3 separate regions of the Mus musculus genome follow, and regions 2 and 3 are each linked to region 1. A link is a contact called in public HiChIP or PLAC-seq data. All regions are on one chromosome and are shown on one strand. Each heading gives the region's core, a stretch centred on a gene start, on an enhancer-like site or on the middle of the called end of the contact. The rest is flanking DNA. Distances are from core to core; before and after follow the strand shown. Region 1 overlaps Zmiz1 (zinc finger, MIZ-type containing 1). Region 2 has its middle 14 kb from the start of Gm31775. Region 3 has its middle 11 kb from the start of Gm41111.

Region 1 (2,601 bases), core at 59-2,558:
TGCCCATCGGGGCTGGTAGGTTAACAGTCTGCTGCAGGAAAACAGCTGACTGATCTCTTTATGCCACTGGATCGTTTTTTTTCCTAAACCACAGGGGGTCCCTTTCATACCCTGGAGAAACATTCCAGAACATGTTCTAGATTGTCATAGACACTCTTGGTTTTAGACTGATACCACCTGAAGCAACTCTCAGAGACTCTGGATGGCACACCTAAGGGTGGTGAAGGCACAGAGATTTCTGTTGTTGTTATTGTTTTACTTTTTTAACTTGATATAATTCCCTATGGACTTCTTTAAAATATCCTGTCATCTCATTGCAGTGAAAGTCATTCTTTTGACACCAGGGCTGTGGCTTTCTGGATACCCCTGGCCAGTATGTAACACTCAGGATGTCCCGGACAGGAAATCCCAGAGCAAGACTGAACCATCTGGATTTCCTGGCCAGACATTCTCCTAGTGCAATCCTTAGAATCGTCTGGAAGGCTGGTTACAAGTCCTAGACTCCCGTAACTGTGGGATCTCTGATGCTGCAGGACAGAGCTGACGAATCTGCATTTCCATCAGGTTATGGTGATGGTGACGCTGTCCAGTCTCACTCTGAGAAGCACTGTCGGGCCCGGCAGCACGAAATGCTCTCAAGGACTTCAGGAATGGATGTGAGAGGCTCTCTCTCCTTTCTCCTATTCACTGACGTAATATTCAGGGGCTCTCAGGACCAGCTCTGTAACCCCTCTTTGGGTTACCTTTCCACCTTGGGCTGCAGAGCTTCTTCAACCTCACACTCTCTCTCAGAAGAAGAATCCTGGGCTGGAGACAGGAGTGGGTGGAGCCCTGGTTTTATGTCAGTTTTTGGAGCAAGGCCCAGGTGGGCTATGCACCTGCCTCACCTGCAGGTGACCTTTTCTGTCTACACAGGTGTTCTAGTGGCATGACGGAGGAGCTACAGGTGGAGAACTTGATTCGGGTCAGACCCTATTCCAGTGACTCTGCCTCTGGAGTCCTCTGATTGAAGGTCTTGTATTTGGGAACCTGGGTCTGTCCCCAGCAGCTCTCGGGGCCAGCAGCTCTCGGGGCCACCATCAACAGCTGGTGGGCTGGCTGAGTGGAGCTGAGGACTCTGCATCTTGTGGCCATAGGGCTGAGCCAGCTGTGGGATCTCAGGAGCCGGGCCCCAGGTAAGGCAGGATGTGATGGGGGAGGGAGGGCAAGCACAAGGCAGACAGCAGCCTGGCCATCTGCTGTGCAGTCAGTCCCAGCTCCTGGTTTCTCTTCAGAGCCTCTGGAGGAGGCGACCGTCATTTGTTTAGGCCTCTGCAGTGTTCAATCACCACACAGCACTCCACACAACCCTCCCTCCATCCCTCCAGCTCCTGTTCTCTCTCTCTGCAGGAAACAGCTTTTGCCTTCTGCCTCTGATGGAGGCCATGAAAATTAACGGAGCTTGAGGCGAAAGCACGGTGGCAGGAGGGGCTGGGGTTGGACGGCCAGCTGGCCAGGCTGAGCGGGCACAGACAGGGTGAGCTTGAGGCCTGAGGGGCTGGCCTGGCTAGACAATGGGCAACCCAGCAAGGCCACAGGACCACGGATGGTGGTCAGCAGGCTGGAGCCAGACTTCACAGTTTGGACTCTGCTGGGATCCTGGGCTGAGGGAGAATCTGAGGATGAAACGGCTTCTTTCTCTGACCTTAAAAGAGCCAGCTCGTACAGGCATTGTGTCCTCAGAAGGTCAGCTGCATATGCTAGACAAATCAGGACACCCCTTTTTCTTTGCCGTCCTGACAGTGCTGGGAATCGGTGATCACTATGTCTAGTCTCCTGGCCCCCAGAGACACTGAGAGACTTGCCAAAGGACAACCAGCAAGAGCAAATGGCAGGGGGTTCTATACTCTTTGAAGGAGAAAAATTACTTATGTACAAAGTACATAGATATATCTCTTTGTAGAGCAGACATTCACACGGGCAGGAAGAGGGAGCTGGCTCCAGATCCACAGTTCTCCCAATACCTGATCCACCTCCCTCTTGTCCTTCTGAAGAGGCCATGCATGCATACAATTAGAGTAGTGGAAACAAGAGTCTCTCTCTCTCTCTCTCTCTCTCTCTTTCTCTCTCACACACACATACACACACACTCCACATTGTCCAGATGATGAGATAGGAAGACTCCATCATCTAAGGGCTACAGAAGACTCTCAGGGAAGGTTCCTGCACTAATGGGAAGCTGACCAGCTGTCATACAACATGGAGAAAAACTAGCACTGAAATGTCCCATTAGGAAAGTAAATAGGAGCTCAGTGTGCTGGCACATACCTTTAGCCTCACTAAGCACTGGGGAGGCAGAGGCAGGGGGATCTCTGGGAGTTCTAAGACAACCTGGTCTATGTGGCAAGTTCCAGGACAGCTAGCAGTATAAAAAAAAGAGAGGAAAGAGGGAGGGAGGAAGGGAGGGAGGAAATGTAAAGGCCAGCTGGCTGAAATAAAGGAGAGAGCAGAAGAGAGAAGCCCAAGATGAACAGCTTGACTCCCCAAGACGGTCCAATGACTCAGACTTCTCATGAGGAGACTCCATGTCAGCTCCTTCTAGCCTCCTCTTCAGCCTCCATG
Region 2 (2,601 bases), core at 44-2,543, 970 kb after region 1:
ATCATTTTAGGAGAATTCTTCTTCAGTTTCATCACTCAGGAGCTTTTGAGGAAATTAAGTCTAGATCAGGCAATGGAACTACATGCTGGCTTTAACCAACCCATTGCACTTTCTTGGATGAGAAGGATCCTCAGCTTGACAAAAGTATAATTGATTAGTGATGTCTGCCATAGGAGCAAGTGGGGGTGAAAGAGACCTGTGTGCTGCTCTATCTTCTTGATTACTGATGCCTTGGAGGCTACTGACTTGACTCCTTGAGTCCACAGTAAACTCCAACCCATGCTGTGCTGGGGTTTTCACTCAATCACAAGAGCCACCCACGCTCATCTCTACCCTTTCTACATTCAGTGACATCTTACTGATGTCTTGGAGTTGGCAATAGTGAAAGTGTTTACGTGGGAGTTGCTTTTGTTGTTGGTGGTGGTGGTTTGTTTTGTTTTGTTTTGTTTTTTTGAGACAGGGTTTCTCTGTGTAGCCCTGGCTAAAGTGTGTTTTCTAAAGTAACATTTCAACAGTTAGCAGCTTGTCACTGGTTCTACCCCTCTCACAGCAGGCAAGGGCTGTAGTGGATGGGAACTCCAAGATATCCCTTCAGTCTTGGTTCTGGGGCAATTGTTAAACCCTAGAGACCACCAGTGCCTACAGACACTATAATCCAGACTCAAAGCTCTAACACCTTTCTCACACAACCTGTATCATTGCTCATCCATCTGGGTACTGCTCAAACCCTCTTCCTCCAGGAAGCTTTCCCAGCTTGCTTTCATTCCTAGAGCTCTCCTTGAACTCTCCTTGCACCTTCCATGTTTGCTGCCCCAGAGGGGAAGACTGTCTGCCCAAGAGTCTCAAGTTAAGGCCTCTGTCTCCTCCTTCAGCACCCGTGGTCAAGGCCTCATGCAGGTTTAGCCATGATACAGACCTAGATGATGTCATCTAAGCCATTTTCTGCCTGAAATGACCATTTCCACCACCCACAACCCTTCAACTTCCTGGGTGGGGAAAGTGGAGCTAGACAGCATGCTCACCCAAGAGCCAAGGTGTCTTGACTCCTGTGGCAGACCCATAGCAGAGATTCAGTGAAGATCAAAGAGCTCCTAGTAGCACAGACTTAGGGTTCCAACATTCGAGGGCTGCACCATCTCCAGCATATCCGTCTGTCTTTCCTTTCAGCTCACCACTGGCTACCTCAACTAGGCCAGGTTCTGGGGCTGGCCTCCTGCCCCTAGGATTGGCCAAGACCAAACGCCAGCCGGCTCCTCCCAGCTCTCTCCTGCCGCTGCTTAACATGCACACGAGAGCTGGAAGCCGTGCGTATAGATTTCTCTTTGTCTTTGGTGGTAATTATTAGCTGTCTCGGCGGGTGAATGCAGGCAGAAACAAAGGCAGCCAGGGTTGTAAAACCTTTTATCTCGATCAAGCCACATTATTTGATAAGGTGCTAAGCTAATAGCAACGCATGTCAAATTGTGTTTAGACAGATCGAGGGGCTGGTGCGGAGGGTATATTTGTCTCCGGAAACCTGCTCCTGGAAGGATGAAGGGAAAGGCACAGAGATATCCACATCCCTGTGCAGAGCGCAAACAGCCCGGCCTCAGGCTTGAGAGAGTGGCTCCCTGCAAACCTAGATCTGAGAGGGGAGACAGGTGGTTCCTGGGGTACTCATTCCTACTCATGATTACCTCAGGGCTTTGCACAGAGCCCCATGGATCCCATGGGGGTCACTGTAGAGATAGGGCTCAAGTCCAGGCTCCCCTAGCCAGTTATTGATGTATTAATTTATTTATTAAGGCCTGTGTGTGCCACCTGTCCTATGGGCGACACTGACTTTTACAATCACTGTCCATAGGAGGCAGCACAGACCAGACAAAATTAGCTTTGCAATGGAGCCCGCAAGGATAGAAGCCCAGGAAGGCTTTGAGGACAGGGTGGGCTTCCATCAGGCCTTGAAGAATAAGAACCTGGAAAGAAACAGCCTCCTAGCAAGCTGCAGAAGCCCCTCTGTGAGCCTGCAGAGAGTGTCCATCTGTCACTCTGGGTTCTGCTCAGTGCCTCCTCCAGGCTGCTTTTCTGGGTAACTTCCAAGACCCCCAAAGCATACTCATAACTGGTCCCTCTGTGTCCCCTGTGGGCTGCAAGGTGGCATTGAGCCCAGATAAGAAGGGAAGATCTGGATACCAGGAATGTTCATTAAAAGCTTAGAAAAGGGGACTCACTCTGGAGCACTGGGTCTGTGTCTAGAACTCATGCAAGGAAATGACAAAGGTTACACATGGGGCTAGGGAGACAGCTGTGTGTAAAGTAGTCACTGCACAGCATATGACCTGCGTTTGATACCCTGTACCAAGTAAAAACAGTATGCCAGCTATCATGGCACACACTTGGAATCTCAGCACTGCAGAAACAGGCTGACTCTTAGGGCTCACTGAGCAGCTGAGCTAGTTCAGGCACTGGCCTGGCAAGCAACAGGGCAGTGAGAAACTTTTCTCCATAAATAAGGTGGATGGCGCCTAAGGAACTGCACTGAAGTTGACTTCTGGCTTTCATGTACATGCACATGAGTGTGAATACACACACACACAAGAATGTCCTCCATGGGAATGTGCA
Region 3 (2,601 bases), core at 49-2,548, 630 kb after region 1:
CTAAGGACAAGTCCCTTGAGGCCACAGATCTGGATCTCAATTTGTCTGTCTGGGACACAGAGGAAGGAAAGTGATTACACGCTTTCTGCTTCTGGCCTGAATGTGTTCTGATTCTATACAAAGAAGGAGGAGACAAGATCAGAGGCGTCTTCTAGTGCTCTGCTCCTTCGGGGTCTGAGACTGATACCCAATACCAGGTGGTCCCTGCCACTACCTCCTTAGGTATCAAAGCCAGGCCTGTGTGGCAGGTCACACAGCTGGCCTTGTGTTCTGCACTTGAGGGCTCTTGAGTTTCTGCTCCCCAGAAAGATCAGTTTCTTGCCAATGTCATCACTTTTAGCCAGGAGAGACCTATCAGCAACTCCATCAAGTTCTGCACCCCCCCCTCCCACCCCACACCCCCATGCCCGCCTCAACTTTAAGTCTGAGCCCTGGGAACACTGGGGAAACTTAATTCTCGGACACCTTGATTCAAAGAGCCACTGTTCTGCAAAGGCAGAGCTGGACCCTGCGTTTCAGCAGGCTTTCAGGTGGGGTTCCACCCAGACATCGATAGCATGCGGGAGGCCTGTGAGTGTGTTGACCTGGCTTCAACCACAGCTCAGTTTCAAAGACTTGGCTGTGGTCTCCGCAGGCCCTCCTCTTTCCACCCGAGGCTCCATCCCTCTCCTGCGAGCCCAGGTCGGTGTCTCAGTTACTGGGAAGGCTGTCTCTGCCTGTGGGCTTCACCCTTGTCTCCCCTCGAGATGAGATGACGAGCCACTTGAGGTTCCCACTCTGGGAATGCCTTGCTTTATCCTCCCAGTTCCTGCCAGGGTTGATATGGAGGGACACCAGGACTTCCACAAGAGCAGCGTAAACAGGACGAAGCTTCACACGACCTTCTCATGCCCCCATGCCACCCTGGACAGCTCATCCCCTCCCAGTGCAGCTCAGATCCTCCCTGGGCGGAGCAGAGTTGGTCTGGAATGAACAGACTTTGTAAATAGAAGTCCTTCACCACACCGCTCAGGAGCCTGCCCGTTCCTGAAGCAGGGCTGGGGACATTTCCTGCTTCCCTTCCCTGCCGCTGAGAAATTAGTAGGCACAGATTGTCAAAAAAAAAAAAAAAAAAACAGCCGGGCCTTTGTAATTACAAATGTGCACACATCCCACCGAGCGTCATTTTCAAAAGGCATATTAAGCAGCAGAGACCACAGGGGGGACCCGTGTAAACAGGCTTCCTCAGATCCTGGCAGAAAAGGCTTGGAGGAGGCAGTTGTCCCCAGGAGTTGTTGGCTGTTCCCACTCTTCCACCCCCACCTCCCTCCCTGCCCAGCAGCTAAATGTTCAATGCCTGGGAACACGGTTGCAGATCCCAGCAAGGGAGCATGGCGACAGAGAGCTCTGGAGTTCACACTACAACTGCCTTTAAGATCCCAGTGGTTTCAGAGTTGATGCTTTCCCGAATCTCATTCTACAGTCCCGCCCCACCCCCTGCCTCTAACAGCCACGGATGGTCCTCCATGTTCTCTGATGTTCCCTTGCAGCAGTCCATACAGAATATTGCCTCTGCTCAACACTAAGGGTGCTGTAGAAAGCTACATTTGAGCCTGAGATTTGTGTTAGGATTCCAGAGCATATGTCCAAAGTCCTTGTTAGTCTCCATTATCTCCCATCCTATGAGCATGCAGTCAAGACCCTGATATAGTGAGCAGCAAAGGGCATTAGCCAAACATGTATTGTTTAATTCAACATTCCTGCGCTGGACATCCCTGGTTATCAGGCCACCTTGGTTATTGTGACTAGATCACTGCTATATGACAGCAAGAATGGCAGGCATAAAGACATTGGTAGTGATAGACAAGGGGGTACCCTGGGTTTCCCTGAGAAGTGGTGGGCAGGTCTCTGCTCCCTCTGATGGCATCCTCCCAAGTAGGTAGCTTGATAAGCCACCTTCCCAAACACAGAAGCAAAGGGTCGCAGTGGGTAGCAAAGGGGGTCTCTGCCTAGAATATCCGGGAAGCCACCACTGTTCAAGGTGCAGCACCCCTGTCTCCACTGCTGTGGGAGCAGAGGAAGGAGAATATAATTCAAATCTGGAGTGCTTAATGGAAGGCTTCCTAGCTGACGGACGGGAGCGCGAAGATTAATTCAAAAGCAGGAATAGATGTTATTTAGGAAAGGAAGGGCATTCAAGACAGAGACGAGGTGAAAGACAGCATCGATCATTTCACCGGCGATGAATGCTTGAATCTGGCAGCAGTACAAAATGAAAGAGCTGGATGTGGGAGTGGGGGAGCAGAGCAGGAGACCAGGGGCAGGCAGGCCGGTCACCACGCTTGTGAGCCAGGCTGAGTTGCAATTTGACCCTACAGCAGGGAGGGTTGTTGTTGTTGTTGTTTGTCCATACACACACATACACACACACACACACACACACACACACACACACATACACACACACACACACACACACACACACACACGCACGCACGCGTGCATAGGCAGACATGGGCTATGGCATCTGTGTGGAGGTCAGATGACACTGTTTGGGAATAAAGTTCTCTCCTTCCACGGTGGGTTCTAGGAAAAAAACCTCAGGTCACCAGGCTTGTATAA

Evidence for each region. HiChIP or PLAC-seq counts read pairs in DNA pulled down with a chosen protein or histone mark.
Region 2: an H3K4me3 HiChIP or PLAC-seq map of embryonic basal ganglia shows a contact between it and region 1, with 4 times the contacts expected there. The contact joins two enhancer-like sites. A contact is called at or near these places in 6 of 115 datasets of contacts at active chromatin or transcription factors (embryonic basal ganglia, embryonic forebrain, embryonic hindbrain and 3 more) and 1 of 9 other capture datasets (embryonic tail).
Region 3: an H3K4me3 HiChIP or PLAC-seq map of embryonic basal ganglia shows a contact between it and region 1, with 2.8 times the contacts expected there. The contact joins two enhancer-like sites. A contact is called at or near these places in 1 of 15 datasets of contacts at CTCF or cohesin (large pre-B cells), 4 of 115 datasets of contacts at active chromatin or transcription factors (embryonic basal ganglia, embryonic stem cells and forebrain) and 1 of 9 other capture datasets (embryonic tail).

What each region holds. Positions count from the first base shown.
Region 1 is chr14:25,622,673-25,625,273 of GRCm38.p6, reverse strand. The region is part of intron 6 of Zmiz1 (zinc finger, MIZ-type containing 1); the gene reads right to left. Among named protein-coding and RNA genes, the nearest start is that of Gm45915, 20 kb to the right of the region's middle. Within about 2 kb of position 1,308, at least 54 of the 459 cell types and tissues checked have an H3K27ac peak or open chromatin away from gene starts, as enhancers often do. A contact at or near this core is called in embryonic basal ganglia, embryonic forebrain and forebrain, where this site is marked.
Region 2 is chr14:24,649,768-24,652,368 of GRCm38.p6, reverse strand. No RefSeq gene overlaps it. Among named protein-coding and RNA genes, the nearest start is that of Gm31775, 14 kb to the left of the region's middle. Within about 2 kb of position 1,293, at least 29 of the 459 cell types and tissues checked have an H3K27ac peak or open chromatin away from gene starts, as enhancers often do. A contact at or near this core is called in embryonic basal ganglia, embryonic forebrain and forebrain, where this site is marked.
Region 3 is chr14:24,992,593-24,995,193 of GRCm38.p6, reverse strand. No RefSeq gene overlaps it. Among named protein-coding and RNA genes, the nearest start is that of Gm41111, 11 kb to the right of the region's middle. Within about 2 kb of position 1,298, at least 29 of the 459 cell types and tissues checked have an H3K27ac peak or open chromatin away from gene starts, as enhancers often do. A contact at or near this core is called in embryonic basal ganglia and forebrain, where this site is marked.